2 separate regions of the Rattus norvegicus genome follow, and region 1 is linked to region 2. Evidence: chromatin contacts called from public Hi-C data. All regions are on one chromosome and are shown on one strand. Each heading gives the region's core, a stretch centred on a gene start, on an enhancer-like site or on the middle of the called end of the contact. The rest is flanking DNA. Distances are from core to core; before and after follow the strand shown. Region 1 holds the start of Hsd17b13 (hydroxysteroid (17-beta) dehydrogenase 13). Region 2 has its middle 6.9 kb from the start of Nudt9.

What was found. A called contact is a pair of places that touch in the nucleus more often than the background predicts.
Region 1: a contact with region 2 is called in a Hi-C map of liver, with 2.1 times the contacts expected there. The contact joins the promoter of Hsd17b13 here to the enhancer-like site in region 2. A contact is called at or near these places in 6 of 12 Hi-C or Micro-C datasets (the A7r5 cell line, Schwann cells, hepatocytes and 2 more) and 1 of 1 datasets of contacts at active chromatin or transcription factors (oligodendrocytes).

The regions. Positions count from the first base shown.
Region 1 is chr14:6,055,534-6,062,395 of GRCr8, reverse strand. It overlaps Hsd17b13 (hydroxysteroid (17-beta) dehydrogenase 13), which reads right to left and starts at 5,607. Exons shown (of 7, transcript NM_001009684.1): 1 at 5,328-5,607; 2 at 521-628. The coding sequence starts at 5,537.
Region 2 is chr14:6,000,801-6,008,454 of GRCr8, reverse strand. It overlaps a transcript of Hsd17b11 not described here. Among named protein-coding and RNA genes, the nearest start is that of Nudt9, 6.9 kb to the right of the region's middle. Within about 2 kb of position 3,199, at least 8 of the 93 cell types and tissues checked have an H3K27ac peak or open chromatin away from gene starts, as enhancers often do. A contact at or near this core is called in the A7r5 cell line and liver, where this site is marked.

The sequences.
Region 1 (6,862 bases), core at 4,358-6,857, 52 kb before region 2:
TTTCAAAAGTTGTCATCTGAATCCCACATACACACTGTGGGGTATGTGTGCAGCGCTCCATACACACACACACACACACACACACACACACACACAGAGCAAATAAATAAATAAAATGCTTAAAAAGCCATTAACTGTGTTTTCCATAAAAGACTAGATTATACACAAACCAATAAAATCTCAGAGAGGAAATAAGTTAAAGAAAAAGTAAAACAAAATCTAATTTTAAAAAAGTTAGAAAAGATAACAAATTTTCTGCTGATAAATCATCTTTCGTTTCCTCTGGGCCAAATTTTTGGTCACAGCAGATTAGATTCAAACTATGAAACAATGAGAGCTGAGTGGCTATTAATACCAAGAAAGTTCTATATTTGTCCTCCTTCGGTCACAGCAACTTGACCGAGCAGCTGACGTCTACCGGAAGCCAAGCAGCCCTAGACAAAGACAACCTTTTCATTTCCCCGCTCAGTATCAGCTGATGCGGAGGGTTATATGTAGACACATGCATCCCGGTTCTCACCTGATCCACAGACTTGTAAATCTCTGCCCGGTTGCTGCAGTCCACCACAAACACGTGCACGACAGCCCCCAGTTTCCTGCATTTGGCTGCGGTTTCCTCAACACCGTGCTGGGGCCCGCAGTGGGGGTGGAGTAAGGGGGGGGGGAGAGACAAATTTGAGAAAAGATCAGGCTCTTTAAAATACTTTAAAATCCTTGTCCAATTAATCTGCTTATGTGAACTCATTATTTAATTACATTGACTAATTAACTGCCAAAGTAGCAGCGGAGCCTGGAGCCAAAGAAAAACAAACCCTTCCCGTTAAGGCTTTTGCAGCTTTTCATCTTGGCCTGGGCTGCCTGTCTAGAGTGATGATGTCATAGCATGAGGGGCATCCCATAAGTGCTTGAAGACGCTGCGCCTCACAGTGTAGGGAAGATGTCTGAGCATGGAGGACAGAAGACTGGTCCACTCGATCAGCACACGGTTGTGGAGCAGCACCCACTGCTGACAGTAAAGTGCTGAGCCACCATCTAGCGGCCACTCTAGATGGCTTCTACTGACAACTTGGATTCATCCCCCTGGTGCCAGGAGAGAGTCTTATCCAATAAAAGCTTCCATGGGGAAACTGTTACTACACGTGCCAATCTTAACTGGGTATTTATTCTTCTGGAGCTTTGGAGGGGAAAAGGCCAAGAGCCAATGGTTGAATTCTCACTAGGGTGAGAATTGCACACAAGTCCTCTAAGACACGGAGACAGCTTATTTTTAGCCTAGATTCAGAAGCCTTTTACCTGAGATTGTCCTACCATAGTGTGTGTGTGTGTGTGTGTGTGTGTGTGTGTGTGTGTGCGCGCGCACGTGCGCGCACGTGTGTGTGCATGTTTTCTCTCTTGTTGTTTTAGACCAGCTGTCACTCTCAATCCCTTGCTTACTATGTGCACCCCAAGTGGGGTTTCCAACTCAGGCCAATCCTCCTGCCTCAATCTTCTGAATATTGCAATTACAGGTATGAATCATCACCCTTGGCTTTTTGTTTTGTTTTTTCAACTTACATTTCAGGAAAATTTGAATTCATTTTAAGTTTTGACACCTATTGATTTCATAGTGAACAGTATGGGGTTCAAATTCTTTTTTAAAACCACACTTTTCGGGGTTGGGGATTTAGCTCAGTGGTAGAGCACTTGCCTAGCAAGCGCAAGGCCCTGGGTTCGGTCCCCAGCTCCGAAAAAAAGAGAAAAAAACCCCCACACTTTTCCCTCTAATGTTTGTCCCCATTTCTCTGTGATGGAGAGTGAAGATGCCCAGGAAGCTCTCTCTTGTGCATGCTGGGATGGCAATAGTGTAGCCATCATGTGGGCTGTCACTGAGTGGATGGTGGTTTTGGCTATGCTGGTTGCCTCCCTCTGGCCCCTTTGTATTTCCCCATCTTGGCTAAACCACAAAGCAACAATAAGAGTCTCAAAGAACAAACTTTAAGGAGGATTAGGATGTTGCTACAAAACCAACTGTACCTTCACATAGACTTGGGATAGGCTGCCACATAGGGCATAGGTCTGCATGGGGCTGTGGAATAGAGCTGTGGTCTGGGTAGGAACCTTTTCCACTAATGCTGGCTTCATTTCCACTAATGACGGCTGCCTACTGCTACATGGCCCAGCTGTTCTCACTAGTCTCATACAGCTGCAAGGAGAGGCAGTAACCAGAGGGTCAAGCAAAGATTTGACTGAAGAAGAAACAATGTATTAGTGTTACTTTCTTCAGTAGCACAAGCAAAGATTAGACTGAAGAAGAAACAATGTATCAGTGTTACTTTCTTCCGTAGCTCCAGCGATTTGATTGAAGAAGAAACAATGTATCAGTGTTACTTTCTTTAGTAGCATAAGCAAAGATTAGACTGAAGAAGAAACTATGTATCAGTGTTACTTTAATAGCTAAGCAAATGATTGAACTGAAGGAGAAACAATGTATCAGTGTTACTTTCTTCAGTAGCTCAAGCAAAGATTAGACTGAAAAAGAAACAATGTATTGGTGTTACTTCAATAGCTAAGCAAATGATTGAACTGAAGCAGAAACAATGTATCAGTGTTACTTTCTTCAGTAGCACAGCCTTCAGCAAGCTGTCCCTACTTCTGTAATAAGCCCTCATGCAAGCTCAAGTTAGCAATCCTAACTAAATTCATTAGCTCATGCACATATGGAAGACATGAAAGACCAAGGAGACGGTTAGAGAGGGGATCAGCAAGAGTGTGAGGGGACCAGAGATAATGATGGGCTGAACAGTGAATATGATCAGAATACACATGTCTAGAAAGCTTAAGGTGAAGCCCGGTATCCTGTATGAGCAATAGTTGCTAATAACTTGCAAATTATCCAGCCTTATAACTAATCTGGAGCATGGCAGAATGCAGCTCTTTGTCACTTTTGCACAGGAAACATCTGGGGTGTCAATGCTAATCCCCACGTCCTTTTTAATAGTGTACAAATTAGTGTGATCCATGCTGGCATTCCCACACACAAGGCATGACAGCCCATGCTTATTGTCTTCTCCTACACTCTTTTGTCTCTTGCTATAGCTCCACCTGTAACCAGGGCTGGGTTCTAACTTGCAGCAACCCTCTTGCCTTGGATCCTCCAGTGCTAGGGCCAGAGCAGAGTGACCATGAGCACCCTGCCTCCCATCCCTTGTTTTGTGAGCCTGGCTCCTTTTTCACCTAATGTTTTAGTGACCTCCAGTTTCATCCAATGTCCTTCAGAGTGATCTCATTCTTCCAAAAGACTGAACTATGTTCTATGTGTGAAAAGCACATCTATGGATGGGCACCTAGGCTGGTCCTACGATTTTACTATTGAGTCCTTTTGTGCTTCTTAGATTTGCCCTTCATTCCTTGAATACATAAATGCTTTCATCCCCGGTTATCTTCCTGCAGCCCCTCCCCCCTGCTGGCCTCCCTTGTTTCAAGTCTCTGTGTCACTGTTTTTTAAAGTCGGGGGCTTCTCTGTGGCCTTGCATCTCACCGTTTATGGGAAAGGAGCCAGCATCAATGGAAGGCTGGCCCCTCAGTGAACAGGGGAGCCAGAGTTACGCTTGCAGCTTTGTGGCCAAATCATTTGATGTCTTAAATGTTTAATCATGACATTCAAGAATTCAAAGAGAGTTTACAAGGTAGTCAGTTTTCAGGAACAGAAAAAAACTGGAAGTCCTCTTTGATGTGACCTCTTGCTAGTTTTACTCTTTCTGTGTCTGAAAAATTTCAAATTAAAGGAAATGTACTAAGTTAAGTATTGATGTCTTCCCAGCAGGCACACTTGGGAGGTGATCTGAAAGATTCATGAAGCTTCTTCATGACATATTCTTGTTTATATATATATTTTTTTACAAGGGTCTAAGATCAGGTTTTTCAACTCCAAGAAGACTGCCTGGGATCTCTGCAGGATTTGCTAATCTCAGAATCATCTCCATGTACCCCGTTAGCCCATCTTGCCCACAGATGCCTGTGTCTGCTAAACAAAGATGCACAGTGCATCTCGGGATTCTTCACTGCTCAAAATGAACCAAAGAGCATTCGAAGGCTGGGGAAAGTGTGTGCTAACTGCAGATGGCAAAGAACATAAAAACAGGGTTGCCTGAAGCCAAGCAAAATCTCAAGGAAACCTTTGGAAACTGTTTCTCAACAAACAAACAAACAAACACCCCGAGTTTCTCCAGTCTGAGCCATTGTATTTCGTATGTGTCAGCCCAGACGTTTGGTTTTGATTTCCTTGTAGTGCTGGGGCTCAAACCCAGACACAGGTGGATCTACTATCTAGCTTGTATATGCTAGATAACTGCTGTGTCCCTAGTCCAGTTCTTCAAAGATTACAGTCCCAGAGACAGTTTCTTGTGGCGCATGTTTTTATGGCTGTGTGGGAGAATGTGCATGTTTAGGAGAAAGTGACACAAGATGTCAAACACCTTCAGACTTAAGGGTAGTTAAGAGCATTTATAAATAAACAAGAGGTTAACAACTTCTCAGAGATGTCCAAACGAAAGCCTGGTGGCAATGTAGACATTACCATATGTGGTGCTGCGCACGCGCCAGGCCACCTTAAGTACTTAAAGTGTTACTCTCTTCATGGACTCTTCTTGCTCAGGACCTGGCAATTCCTTTTTTCCCTGCTAAAGGTCAGATGTAAGTGTTTTAGGGTTGCTTGTGTGTGAGTGGAGGCACCATGGGTTTCTGCTGTAAGTCCTTTGTGTACTTTTTGTTTTGAGAACCCCTCAAATGTGTAAAAACCTTGAGTGGCAGCTGTGACTCAATGGTGAGTGCTCTCCTGGCACGTAATAAGTCCCGGCCTCGGCCTATCACAGAAAGGAACAAATGAATAACCGAATAAATGAAAATTTAAAAATACAGAAGTTATTCCTAGCTTCAATAAACTGCCTATTGGCCAGTTTGGTTGTTGACAATAATCACGTGTGGGTTTTGTTTCCCTCCGAGGTTTTATTCCAATTGTAGAGATTTTTTTAAAAAATTAAAGTTGAGGTAAGTTATGTGGCTTGCCTAAGTTCAGCAGCTGGGAGGCTTCCTGACCCCTTCGTCTCGTTATCATATTGTACACCATGATAGAAACAAACAAACAAACAAAACGCCCCAGGCTTAGTTCTCCAGTGCATTGGTTCCACCTAGCTCTTACGGCCCAGGGATCTAGAAAGGCTCCAGTGATTTATTAAAACTTTGAAAACGGAAAGCACAAAGAAAAGCCGACACTAAGTCAAGTGAGCAGAGAAACCTACGCCTTATTATTTTTGTGACTTTAAAAGGCTGGCAGAAACATGCTTCCTTACCTTACTAATATCCCACAGGACCAATCTGCTTTTCTGCTTTGCAAATTCATAAGCCGTCAGCCTGCCTATTCCGTGTCCAGCTCCTGTGATGAGAACAGTCTGTCCGGCCACAGACTTTCTTCTCTGGGGAATGAAGAACTTTACCAGTGACTCCAGGTAGGAGTAGATGATGATGCCCACCAGCAAGAGAAGCTCCAGGATGAGGTTCATGGCTCTGAGCTGCTCTCTCCCTTGGACTCTGTTCTCCTAGCAGATGCCCCCGCACGGAGCTCCACAGAGAGCCCTGTCAGGTATTGTGGACTGCCAGAGAAGAGACAGACTTTGACTGTGTCCCCTGACGAATCAGATACACCATTGGTTTTTGAAATAATGCCAGTCTCTAACATAAGCACAGCATAGGTCAGGGAGCCCAGTGGGTTGTGCCCTTTGGACCCGCTTATCTGAAAAGCAGTTGTGTTCCATGTTTCAACACAAAACTTCACTCCTCAAAGTTATTCTGGAAGGATTGCATCAGCTAATGGTCTGTTATCGTGTGTGTGTGTGTGTGTGTGTGTGTGTGTGTGTGTGTGTGTGTGCATATTAATGAAACTTTAAGGGATTAGTGAGAGGACTTAGCAGTCAAAAGTGCTTGTCATGTAAGCCTCACCTGAGTCTGATCCCCAAATCCAAAGTGGAGGGAGACAACCAACTCTACACACACACAGCGAGACAGAGAGAGAGAGAGAGAGAGAGAGAGAGAGAGACATACACATACATACACACACATATACACCCACACACATCCACAGACACACAAACACATACACAGACACATACACACAGACATGCACACATACATACACACACACACACACTCACACACACATACACATACACACACATACACATACACACACATACACATACACACACATACACAGACACACACACATACACAGACATACACACATACACAGACACACACACATACACACACATACACAGACACACACATACATAGACACACACACATACACAGACACACACATACATAGACACACACACATACACAGACACACACATACACAGACACACACACATACACAGACACACACATACACAGACACACACACATACACAGACACACACACATACACAGACACACACAAACACACACAGAGAGACAGAGACAGAAAGATATACACATACACATACATACACACACATATACACAGACACACACATACACAAATACACACACATACACACACAAATACACACACATACACACACACAGAGACACACACACATATACACACAGAGAGAAAGAGATACACACATATACATACATACACGCATACACACAGGGAGAGATACATATAGACACATACATACTCACATACACACATATACACACATACATACACCTAAAACACACGTACATAGACACATATACATACTCACATACACACACAGACATACACACATGCAGACACATAGGCACACATACATACTCACACATACACATACATACACAGACACATACATACTCACAT
Region 2 (7,654 bases), core at 1,950-4,449:
TATTGGTGATCAAGGAAATATCTATAGGATGGGCTCAAAGAGCCAAAAGATCCACTGTGCCTTGAATGTAGCCAAGATTCCATGTATCACCTAGTGTGGGTGAATTTCTAGCAGAGAGGTCATTATAGCAATTCACTTTTCCTGATATGAGTATCAGAGCAAATATTGCATCAAAGAGCCCTAGTAAAGTCTGGCTGTTACCTTTGCCTTGTATACAGTTGCTCTGTTGAATAGTCATAAACAGGTTTGAAAAAGGGCTGGAGGAATGTGTTATCTGTATTTCTGTGCTGTCAGTTTAGTACTCTCCTTTGATCAGTGACTCTGGATCAAAGTTCATAGTGACAAACTGGGCAAAAGATCATGATTATCTACTATGACTACTGATGGCAAGTCTCTCCTTCCCTTCTCTCTGCCTCTCCTTCTCTCTTTAATTCAAGTTATACCCACACATGTCTTAGGAATCTTTAGTGTCATGGTCAAGGTTCTCTGTGGGTTGGTAATCATTCTCCTTTAGGCTTGTTGTCCTTTGTGGCATTTATGCTCACCTTGCCTCTGTGGTGCTGGCCATTTTAAGTCTTTTTTGCTCCTCTAGCAGAAGAAAGCACAATTCCATTGCAGCATCTCAGCAGGATCTTGGCTATCAAGCTGTAGAAGACACTAGGGTCTTCCTAACTTTTTGCTTCACAGGAAGAGTCTTAGATCCTCTGGACCTTCTTAGAGGACACAGTGGACTCTTTCATCTCAAATACAAACTCACTCTAATGTCCCCATGTCCCCAAGCATTCTGACAAATTTTCCAAATGCTAAGACAAGGCTAACATTTTAATATCATTTCTGCAGGCTCTCATGGCAAAGTTTAACAGAGGCCTTCCAGCAATATTCTGAAGACAACTCCAAGGGTTTGTAGAACCTAGAGTCACAAGGGGATGCTGCCAGGTCAATAGCATCTCCCTATCTATCATATCTATCTCCCTATCTACATTTTGCTTCTACTTTTATTTTTGCCTACTCGGGTGATGTGATGTGCGTGGTATGTATGCTTGTGTGATATGTGTGCATGCATACGTGTGTGTGTGTGTGTGTGTAGAGGCCAATAGTGTCTTCCTTGACTGATCCCTCTCTATTTACTAAGGTAGGTTCTCTCAGTGTACCTGAGCTTCCCTATTCAGCTAGTTAGATAACCAGTCTGCCTGTCTCTGCTCCATAAGCACGGTGATTATAGGTGGCCTGCTTTATGCAGGAGTTGAGGACTTGAACTCCTGTTTGAAGCTTGTGCAACAAGCCACCTGCCCACCCTTACATTTCCTTTCTGGATTCCGTTCCTTGTTTTTATGCCTCCTCCTGACTTATCGCTTTTTCATTCCAAAGCCACCCTTCTCTACCTGATTCATAAAATCTCCTGATTCCTTTACATCTTTTTTTTTTTTCCTCTGCTAGCTACGCTCACGGTTAAGTTATGAGAGGAACAACACCAACAATGAAAGCCCAACCAACCAACCAGAAAAAGAAAAGAGAAAGAAAAAAGAATTCCTGATCCTGACTTCTCTGTGCAGGTGTGTGAGGCTACCTGTTTTCTGCAGTGTACAGCAGCCAGCAGCCAGAAGCTAGTGACATTTACTGTTAACTCTGGGGAAGAAGTCACTCTCTGAACAGATTTTTCTGGCAACTTAGATGTATAGTCTCCATAAGACACAGGTGGGTAATCTTGAGACATTTCAGTGAGTGGACAAAGATGATTGGTCTGTCATTCAGTAAACCATGGCCACGCCCTCTTCAAGCAGGCCTCTATCTCAGCCTGTAAAGAAAGGCTCTTCAAGACTTGGGCATTCTGTCCCTGTCCTATCAGACTCTGTACAAGCCTGCTGTGCCTCTCTTCTTAAAAACCTCCATTTCTCAGTAGCCAATTCTGCATCTTGCTAGTTCTCTTTTGGAATTAGTAATTCATTTTGTTGGACTTGACCTGTCCTGGAAGTTCTAGGTTCTTTTCTTCTACCCTAAACATACCCATCCCAGCCCTTGAGATCTTGCCCTTTTTTTTACTCGGACCCACTTTGACACTTAGGAAAAGTGCATTCATTTTTGAACTTCAACTACCTTTAGAACTAAACATTAGGCCTGCACTTTAGTTCAATGTACTACATGTTGAGTATATAAGGTGTTTAAATGGTGATAAAAACCTCAAAAATTTGGTATATTTTGGGGTTGTTGATTGGCTGAACCATTTCTAAGCCAGTCAACTTTACTCCTTAGCCTAATGACTTCTCCGATCATTGGAGAGCCAATGCCACCCACAGAAGTGGGGTTTGGTAGGGATTTTACTACTGCACTCTCTCCGTTATCATTTCTCCATTTAATCATCTGCCACGAAGTCTACACGGCTGAGTCAGAATCCTACCCCGGACAGCTCATTGTCAGGCAATTCTCATATCAAGGTCACAGCTCAGATGTCAGAAAAGCAGACCCCAAGACACTTGTGGGGGTCTTTTGAGGTGATTCTAGGTTTGAATGGTTCTAGGGCGATGAAAGCAGGAGCTGTGAAACAGGGAAAGCCAAAGCCAAGGACTGCAGAGTTGTGCTGATCACGCATGATGATGTAGGAGGTTGAGACTTGTGATTCTGATGAGTCATTCATACTATGTCACTTCGTACTTTCCAGAAGGGCAGAAGGTCTCTAGTATAATCATACTGGGTCCTTGTAGGGTGTATCTTACAACCCTGGCATCAGAAAATCCCTATGGCAGATAGAGATGGTATCCAGGTGAGTTTGGTGTGTTGTAAGTTTAGACACGAGCAGAACTGATTATGGCAGCAATTACTGGATGTAATTGATAAGAGAACATGTGATAAGAGAACATGGTTGACATAGCAATCAAGGAGGAGAGTGTCGTAAAATGAAGTTTTAAAACTAAGCCAAGGCCAGAGTATGCAAGATCTTACAAGCTATAGTAATTTGATTTCATTTTAAAAAATTGTATGTATATTGCTGTGTGCATGTGGAGGACAACTCTGTGCAGCTGGTTTTCCTTCCACCTTTACATAGGTTCTGGAGATTGAAATCCGATTATCAGGGTCATGTGGCAAGCACTTTTCCAGCTCTTATGTGAATTCTAAGTACATCTGAAATCATTAAGGGGGCGGGTGTGGGGGTCGGAAAGATGGTTCAGCTGTTTCTCAGATCCCTTATGGTGACTCACAGCTCTAGTTCCAGGGGATTTGCTGTCCTCTTCTGGCTTCCATGGGCACTGCATGTACCTGGTGCACTTACATACATGGAAGAAATGATCACAGGAGAGCAAGGAAAAGCTGTTGGTGGGTTTGAATAGAGTGACTGAGGTTTGAAAGAGTGAAAATGAATCTAAGCAATAGGATTTGCTAATGTCTTACAAGTGGAAATTAGACAATAGGAGTCTTCCAGGATAATTCTTGGGTATTCACATAGGTTATATACTACACGTGGCTTGTGGCTTCATTTAACTGTACATACTCAAAATAACTGAAGTGGTCCCAGTCTTTTTTGAAATACGTCTTGCTGTTTAGACCCAGCTGCCCTCAATATCATGATCTTCTTGCTTCAGACTTGTGGTTGCTGGAAACACAGGCACATGTTCCAAGCCTGGCTTCATCACTTAGTTTTTAGTTGATCTTAATGTATTGATGGGAGTTTCCTTATGGAGCACACACTACAGGGAACACTATTATAAACAAAATTCATGCATATTTGTTTCCAACTAGCTGCTTAAATAAGTTTATTTCATGTAAAAATGTTGATGAAAAACCTTGAAAAGTACTTATTTTCAATGACAAAAGCACATTTCCTGAAATCTCTTTCTTGCAACACATAGCAACACACTGTAAACATGAACAAGTCTGTCTTGTTGAACAGTAACTCTGAGATAAACCAAAGCTGTTTGTTTAGTTGCAGAGTGTTTCTTGGGCTCTCTGAACATCCTTGATGTGTCCCATCTTAGAATGCTGTGTAACTGAGAAAATGCTTGTTTCTTGGCATGGTAGACTAAGGATTTGCTTTTTGGTTTCTGCATTGCTTAAGTATATACAAATAGAATATACTTATTAAAATTTATTCTACTCAACTATGAATGCTGGAGACAATGTTGTATGATATGCTGCAGTGCAAGTTAGAAAAACTGAGGGGGAGAGTACTCTACAGGCACACACTATTGGTTAGGAAGACTCTGGGGGAGGGTACTTTACAGGCACACACTATTGGTTAGGAAGACTCTGGGGGAGGGTACCCTACAGACACACACTATTGGTTAGGAAGACTCTGGGGGTGGGTACCCTACAGGCACACACTATTGGTTAGGAAGACTCTGGGGGAGGGTACCCTACAGGCACACACTATTGGTTAGGAAGACTCTGGGGGTGGGTACCCTACAGGCACACACTATTGGTTAGGAAGACTCTGGGGGAGGGTACCCTACAGGCACACACTATTGGTTAGGAAGACTCTGGGGGTGGGTACCCTACAGGCACACACTATTGGTTAGGAAGACTCTGAGGAAAGGGGTATTGTATAGCCACATTGTACTTGCAATGTACTGACAAGAATAATCTTGCAGCTGCCCTACTAGATTATTTTTTTATTAGTAGCACTTTTATTATTTATTTTTATGTATGGATGTTTTGCCTGTATGCATGTCTGTGCACCATGTACCTATCTGGTGCCCTAGGAGGTCAGAAGGTGGCTTTGGATCCCTCCAGACTGGAGTTACAGATAGCTGTCTGTGACTATGGGGTGCTGGGGAATAGAACTCAGCTCCTCCAGAAAAGGAACCAGTTCTCTTAACCTCAGCCCTCTCTCCGGCAATGTCCTAGCAGATTCTTTAAGGAACAGAGGGAAAGAGGGAACTCATTTTCTGAGCACTTAATGTGCTGCATCTTTTGCAGCACAAGCGGTTCAAGGCTTTTTTCTATATCATGTCTAGTGATCGTTACTCTTCCTTAAGGTCTCACATCAAGTGTTGCTTCTTAGAGCCAACCTTCCCAGCCATGACGGCTCTCTCATCATCACCCCCATCCCCACCAGAGCAGCACGACTCTTTAGTTAGGACACACGTCATACTTGAGGCTTGGTATTTATTCGTGTGACTAAGATTTTCTTTTTAAACCACTGTCTATCCCCTCACTAACCCACTGGTTTGTAAGGACAGCCTGATTACTAATGTGACTGATTTTGCTCCATTTATATCTATAATCTGCTATAGTGCTTATAGAAACAAAGTATTTCATAGTGAACACACACATATTTAGTTAGGAATCGAAGCTTATAGTTATTCAGATCTAAATTTGAATCATGGTATAGTAAGCGCAAACACTATCCCCCAATGTATTAGGCTTAAATTCCACGAACCTGTAAATATTAACTGATGGAAGTCACAGCTTTCACGAGTGTGATTAAGGATGTTGATTTGGGGCTCGTGAGATGGCTCAGTGGTTAAGAGCACTGACTGCTCTTTCAGAGGTCCTGAGTTCAATTCCCAGCAACCACATGATGGCTCACAACCATCTGTAATGAGATCTGAGGCCCCCTTCTGGTATGTCTAAAGACAGTAACAGTGTACTTATATATAATAAATCTAAAAAAAAAAAAAAAAAAGGATGTTGAGGTTGAGATGGGCTTGTTACCCTGGATTGCAGGATGGAAAAGGCAGAAGAAGCAGGGTCTGGAGTCATGTGACCACAAGCCATGGAATGCTAGTAGCTACAAGGACCTAGAGACTTTCCTGAAGAGCCTCCTGAGAATGAGGGCCTGCTGCCATCTTGAATTTGGAATGATGAAACTGATTACTGAGTTTTAGAATTGTGAGAGAATACATATCACACTCAGATTACCGATTTGTTACGGCTACGAAAGAAAATGAACACTCCGGCCCTTTTCAAACTATTAGACATGCTGAACGAACCTGGACAAGTTACCTAAGTACAACTTGGTGCTGAGTCTGTATCCTTCCCTCCTGCTCCCCACATCCTCCACAGGGAAAACCACAGCCGAAGCCCTAGAGAATGAATGAGGTAGCATGGACGTGGCATGGTCGATTGTAGACATGATATTGGAAGTGCTTGAAAGGCAAAGTTACTGGGACTTTCATCAGGCATTTTATGAACTGTCAGGCTTGGTTCTCAGAGCTCCACTGTGTGGACTGTCACAGCTCCTCACTTCACAGGTGGAGAAGCAGACACAGGGAGGTTAAACAGTTTGCTCAAATTGTGTAATCAAATGAATAATACCACGGGAGTAATTTTTTGAAATATTCTAGATGAGTTTTTAAAATATTCTCATATCCCACTGCCTGATGCACTCTCTCCATTGAAATAATAGTTTCAGTGTTTCAGAGGGGAAGAAAGATATGAATTAGAACAAAGGCTTGACTGTCAAATGGGATTTTCAAATTTCTAGCACAGGATTAATCTTGAAAGCCAAGCTTTGTTAATTGAGAGTTTAAAAAAATTCTTTCATCTCCCATTAACTTACCAAAAAGCAGAACCTGTGGGCTGAAGCTAAAAGAACACAGGAGCAAGAGGAAAGTTTTCACTAGTGGGGGTGAAGGGGGAAGCGTCTGACCTGGTTGATGATGCTAGATGGAAGTGAGAGTGAGTGACGCATCAAGAAAGCAGTCATCGTTCCCAGGAGGACCATGTTTAAGTCTGGCTCCCAGAATGCGGTGCTACCGAGAGCTGGTGGAACCTCTGGGAGGCAGGCCTGTTGGAAGATGGTTTGGACACTGCCCTTCAAGGGGTATTAGGACCTTGGCCCCGGTCCCTTCTTGTTTCACATCCTGGCCACAAAGTGACCAGTTTGTTTGTACTCTGCAAACAGCGTGCTGCTTGGGTACAAGCCCAAGAGCAACAGGGCCAACCAGCCATGGGAAACCATGTCCCCAACTAGACCGTCCTGCATGTTCATGTATCTCATCGAGATCATGGAAAACTGACTACCAGGTACTCAGCCCCACCATGATAATTTCTGTTTATCCAGTTTCAATTTCTGTTTTTCTTGACTGCACCTACTATGAAGCTCTAACTGGCCTAGACCCAGCTGGCCTTGAACTCAGATCGCCTGCCTCTGCTTCTGGCTCTTCTTGGATTAAAAGCAACACTGCCACTCCCAGCCACTTCTCTAGTTTGTGAAGACTAAATCTGTGGGTCTTAGTGGCTTTTACAGCATGGGCATCTAGAAAAACCTTACCAGATGTTTCACTCTCATGTGACACGTCTGCCATACATACATACATACATACATACATACATACATACATACATACATACATACATATGATCTCCAACCATAATTTAGCCAAGTAGAAATTTGTAATTTGTTTTCCTCTGTTCTTCTTGAAGGTTGTCCAGGCTTGAGATTTCCTTCTTATTATACCTTACTCGGCACAGCTTCTGACAGGATAGAGCTGCCCCTTTCCCAGCAGGGATAAAGAAAGTACTTGTGAAGCAAGTCAGGCCCCCTCTCTCACCATGGAAACCTCAAGTTTTCACAAGATCCACACAGCAAATTTACACCTTAATCTCACTGACCACAAAGGGCCACGGGGCAGCAGGGAGTGTAGGAAAGATGATGTTTTACTGTAGGTATTTTCCACGGGAACCACAGCTGGGAAGTCGTTGGTGTCCACCCAGGTTT